2 separate regions of the Hordeum vulgare genome follow, and region 1 is linked to region 2. The links are chromatin contacts, called in public Hi-C maps. All regions are on one chromosome and are shown on one strand. Each heading gives the region's core, a stretch centred on a gene start, on an enhancer-like site or on the middle of the called end of the contact. The rest is flanking DNA. Distances are from core to core; before and after follow the strand shown. Region 1 holds the start of LOC123426673 (glycosyltransferase BC10-like). Region 2 holds the start of LOC123407872.

The links. Hi-C and Micro-C count contacts between places; a contact is called where the count stands out from the background.
Region 1: a Hi-C map of leaf shows a contact between it and region 2, with 4 times the contacts expected there. The contact joins the promoter of LOC123426673 here to the promoter of LOC123407872 in region 2. A contact is called at or near these places in 2 of 6 Hi-C or Micro-C datasets (both in leaf) and 1 of 1 datasets of contacts at active chromatin or transcription factors (embryo).

Annotation. Positions count from the first base shown.
Region 1 is chr1H:114,970,067-114,972,766 of MorexV3_pseudomolecules_assembly, reverse strand. LOC123426673 (glycosyltransferase BC10-like) reads left to right here and starts at 1,271. Exons shown (of 11, transcript XM_045110544.1): 1 at 1,271-1,997; 2 at 2,105-2,221; 3 at 2,317-2,417. The coding sequence starts at 1,695.
Region 2 is chr1H:114,824,037-114,826,736 of MorexV3_pseudomolecules_assembly, reverse strand. It overlaps LOC123407872, which reads left to right and starts at 1,436. Exons shown (of 5, transcript XM_045101112.1): 1 at 1,436-1,806; 2 at 1,900-1,986; 3 at 2,104-2,331; 4 at 2,485-2,700. The coding sequence starts at 1,609.

The DNA.
Region 1 (2,700 bases), core at 22-2,521, 150 kb before region 2:
ATCCTCTCCCGCCAAAGAAAAAGAAAAATCCTCTCCCACGCCGATCTTTCCCTCTCCCAAGTACTGCGACGACCATTTGGCAAGCTCGACGGTTGGCGTACGTCGTGCTAAGCTCAACTAGCGAGCGTACACGGATGTGCCGCTCATCGCGCCCTTGTGTCCAGCATCACAGGCCACTGCTATACCATTCCCGTGGAGCGACTACAATCCGCCCTGTGATGTCCGCTGCGTGGCACCAGGCGTACCCCAGATGGAGGCGGTGGACACGCGGCTAGGGGATTTGGACGGTGTCGAACACGAATTCTTGGTCAGCGCGGTAGAAGCACCTCAGAGGCGACGTGAGCTGCAGTGGAGTGCATGAACACCACCTGTTTGACAGAATGATGGTGGGTACGGGAGGTCCTTGTGCAGAAGTGCAGCTGTACGTCGGAGAGGAGAGAGGTTTTCCAGGTCTCGATTTCGCGCTCTTGGCGGCCGTGTCGACGCCGGCTCCTCGTGGGACAAATGGGTCAACGTGGCCAACATCTGCGACGTCGGTAGCCGTGTGGTGTCGGGGTCGCGTTCTTCGGTCGGGGCAGCTCACTACAGTGCTGAACAACGCGGGCAAGACGTATACCATGTCCGGCTTCTGAGAGCTCAAGCAAGTCTGGGGCCTTCATACCGTTATGGGCGCCGGCGCTCAGCGGTCTCGTGACGTGGCGACGGCGAGCACGGGGGAGGCGGGAGATGACGGAGGACTAGACAGCAGCATGGATGCAAACCAAGTTCGGTGCCTTCCAGTATTCATCAAGTATGGATACTAAACAAGAAGCTCGTGTTAGTCAGTTCGTTGTGTTCCCTCGACCATGTTGATGTGTTCTAGTAATACCCATTCGTAGTGCTAGCAGCAAATGAGATAAGTGAGTGATCCCTGTCGGGATCTTTCCTTTCCAGGTGCGGCAAACAGATCCAAGGTTGAAATTAGGTTGAAATTGACTGGGATCAGTAAATACAAGGTATGAATTTCAGGGATTTAAAATTCAGGGTTTAGTTTTGATCATACGTACAACTTTAAGGTCTAAAATAGACTTCACTCTCTCCATGGCATGGGTCAGTAAACACGTTGCGGTCGGTCTGTCGGTTCCGTTTAGCTCGTCGATCGGCACCGCCGTCCGCCGGCGTGTCGCCTTGACGCAGTTTTTGGGACTAGTCAATGTGAATAATGGAAACTTCACGTGCCTCTGTCAGGCCACAACATGGCCCTTTGTTGCCCCCGCTCTGGATTTGGATCCGCACCGTTGCCGCTGCCCCGACCTCACTGGAACGTGGATCCACCCCGTTCCCGTTCCCGTTCCCGGTAGGTGGTTAGCGCGCCCGTCGAGGAGCAGTGTCTCTCACGAGACTGCTAGCTTTACTTGCCGCTGCCGCGCTGCCCCGGCAAGCAAGCAAAGCAAGCGGAGCCTGCCGAGATTCGATCCCCCGCCTCCCCGCCGCGGCGCAAGTGCAACCACCACCAACCTCCCGAGATCACGAGACCGCACCACACCCCCCCAGCTTAGCCGTGGGAGCTCGAGATCTGAGCTGAGGCGCGCTCCGCTCCTCTCTGCTCTGCTCTGCTCTGCTACGCTTTGCCTTTGCTGGCCCCCAATGCCGCGAGCAGGAGGATCAACGGAGGCGGCGGCGGTGAGTCGGTAATACTACCGTAGTCTCGGGAAATGAGGCCGCGGCGGCACTCGTACGGCAGGGGCGGCAGGAGCGCGGCGGCGGCGGTGCTGCTCGTGCTGTGCCTCTGCGTCACCGGCGTCTTCCTCCTCCTGCTGCACGGCTCCTCCCCGCCGCTGGATGCGGACGAAGCGAAGGACCAGGCGGCCGCGGCAGGAGGGGGGAGGCACGAGGAGCCGGTGGTCCTGGCCGAGGTGGAGGAGGCGCCGCTGCCGCCGGGGAACGCCAGGGTCGCCTTCCTCTTCATCGCCCGCAACCGCCTCCCGCTCGACCTCGTCTGGGACGCCTTCTTCCGCGTACGTCCCCCCGCCCTTCTCGCTTCGTCTCTCGATTGCCGTCTCCATTTTCACAAATGCCGATGTGAATGAATGCCAAATCGAATCGTGATTCTTATACGGATCAGGCTGACAATGAGGGAAGGTTCTCCATCTTCGTGCACTCGCGGCCGGGATTCGTGCTCACCCGCGCCACCACCCGCTCCCGCTTCTTCTACAACCGGCAGGTCAACAACAGCGTCCAGGTTAGTCAGTGCTGACAGTTCCTACCATATCCATGTGATCTCTGCGTTCGAGGCTCAGTTGCTGCTGACGTGCTTTCAACTTTTTTGGCATTCAGGTGGATTGGGGGGAGGCGAGCATGATCGAGGCCGAGCGCATCCTTCTCAGCCATGCACTCAAGGATCCCTTCAATGAGCGCTTCGTTTTTGTGTCCGACAGGTACAGTTCGAGGCTCTTCTTAGAATGGCAACTCCTACTTCTGGCTTGGAATTTGCACAAAAGAATGAACTCAATGAAGCATTAGGTGTAAGGGGGGAACTTGTACTGTTTAACACATCAATTATGTGGTGTTCGAGTTCTTGCTTCATTACACTAATTAGTAAAGTAAAAAGTATGCTTTGTAGTAAAAACAAATTCTGCTGTGTTATGTCCTGAAATCGTGTAATGTTTGTTGTGTTGTTCCATGTAAATTGTTGTAGTTTTTTATTTTGACAAAAGGAAT
Region 2 (2,700 bases), core at 187-2,686:
GGCGATGACGAGGACGACGTGGATGTAGACGAAGCAGACGGACGGAGGTGAGCGGAGAGGCTGGGTTTCGGAGGCCTGCTCTCCCGTCGACTGTGTACGCGGTGAACGGGACGGAGTCGCCGGCGGCAGCAGCAGCAAAGGAACGAGCGCGAGAGGCAGATGTGATCATTATCTCATGAGCCTGTTCCAATACAGAACAGTTGTCAACCATTTTGTAATCATGGAACTGCTCCATAACATACATCTCACTCCCAGCATCAGTGACCCCGAATTTAGATTTGAGCGCCTCCCACAGCTCTTTGGCAACATGCATATGTAAATATGCATCAACCAGCTTATCTCCGATCACGCTTATAACTACTCCAAGGAATAGGATGGTGGCCAACGCTTGAAATAAGTACCAATAAACTTATCCGGTTTCAGTGCAACAGCAAAACCATTACTCAAAAAATCCTACACAAATTAGTTTTTTGGATTGTTGAGTAAATAGGCGATTTTTTGAGTAAATTAATCCACGAGCGCGGTGAACGGGACGGAGTCGCCCGCGGCAGCAGCAGCAAAGGAACGATCGCGTGAGGCAGATGTGATCTGATTCTCGTGATGGCTAGGGTTGGTGTTAGCCCTACTTATATAGGCGGCCGGGTGGAGAGACGTGGGAGCTCGGCTCATTCCCGCAACCTACGTCGTGACGAGGCGTGGCGGGCGGCGAGGGAGGAGTGCGCGAGGGCTTCTTCCCTTTTCACTCTCCAATAGCATATAGAATAGAGACCCTTATAAAGGATCAAACTTTTTCTCCACTAACGGAGTGGGACTAAACTTTTCACCACCACCTTGTCATGCCCTCACCTACATGGACCTTTGGAGATTTTTGAAATTATCTTATGGGCCTAAGGCCCGCTACTAATTTCAACACAAGTAATGAAGTGTCCTGGAATCCAGTAACCCCGATCGTGCCTCTGAACTACGCAGTCTGTACTGCCGAGCTCAAAGGTAACAGGATGTAAAACCTGTTCTGCCTAACCAAGCAGTGTTCTGGACATTGCACAGATCTGCCTAAATCTCTCGGCACATGGGGAGCACCCATCGTTCTGCAGCACAAAGAAAAGTTACATGCCATGCCACCGGGCTGGCCTCCACTGAGATCTACTAAAGGAAAGACCAAAAGGCAGCAGCGTGGAGTGGGAGAGGGGACAGGAGCGGGCATACGGCTAGGAAAAAATGATGGGGGCATGGCTACGCGTGGTGCTCATTTCGAGACAATTATGCTGTGCTGGTCCGTCGCACGGAAGAAAAAGGCCTGCAGGCTGGTGAGCCAAATCAGCCGCCCACCGGAGCGCAGAGTCGGCCAAATGACCTGCTGATAATTCCGTCTCACTGCTGGTTCGTTTGGTGCCATACTCCCAGGTATCTATCCATCCGTGTATCTAGTGATCTATGGATGCCTGTGTGTATTTATAGCGAGCTCGAGGGCGGTAGGAAGAAGACAACCGCGCCAATGCTGGTGCGCGCGCGCACATACTGACTGACGCCTTGGAAGAGTATTAAGCTTCTTCCTCTTCTTCTTCTGATCCTAGGCTGCTACGAAACTCAGGGCAGCCCTGCTCGTCGATGGCTTCTTGCTGCTGCCCAATCATTGCCTCCTTCGTCTCTTTCCTCCTCGTCTTCCCCGCCCTCGTCTCCTCCGCGACGACGGGCAATGGCAATGGCAGCACGACGGCGCTCCGCTTCGGCGAGGAGCAGCTCGGGCTCCGGCGGATGAGGGCCCAGCTCGCCAGGGTCAGGGAAGCCACTGTCAAGACGATCCAGGCACGTACACCAGACATTCTTCTCGTTCGTCACATCGTACGTGAAATTTGTCCCTTTTTTGCCAGGTAGTAACTGGTTTTGATCATTTCGCAGAGCCCTGACGGCGACGTCATAGACTGCGTGCCCTCTCACCTGCAGCCCGCGTTCGACCATCCCAGCCTCAGAGGCCAGAGACCAGAGGTACGTTAGTGTTGTTCTGAATTCTGATTGACTGACAGTGACTGACCGGCTGCAATGTGCATCGTGTTCTCGCGTATGCCCTTGAGGTGATCGCTAATGGTTGTTGAGCCGCTGCAGGACGAACCTGCGGCAAGGCCAGGGAATGCCGACGCCGTGGAAGACGACGAGGAGGAGGAGGTCTTGCCGCAGACGTGGAGGAGCTCCGGCGAGTGGTGCCCGAAGGGGACCATACCGGTGAGGCGGACGACGGAGGGCGATCTGCTCAGGGCCAGTTCCGTTCGGAGGTTCGGGATGAAGCCCAAGAGTGCCGCGGCGCGGCGGGACTCCACCAGCAACGGCCATGAGGTCAGTCACCGGCTCCCCGCCAATGATGACCACTCCTTCGATTCAGTCTCTGTTTAGGAGTATCAGTCAGTCATTTGGACACGTATGCAGACAAAAGGATACGGCCACTGTACTAGTGTACCGGATACTGAATGTCATTGTGGTGGTATGCAGCACGCGGTGGGGTACGTGACCGGCGGGCAGTTCTACGGCGCGAAGGCGAGCCTGAACGTGTGGCCGGCGCAGGTGTCGTCGCCGGCGGAGTTCAGCCTGTCCCAGATCTGGGTCATCTCCGGCTCCTTCGGCAACGACCTCAACACCATCGAGGCCGGGTGGCAGGTCAGCCCCGAGCTATACGGGGACAACAGCCCGAGGTTCTTCACCTACTGG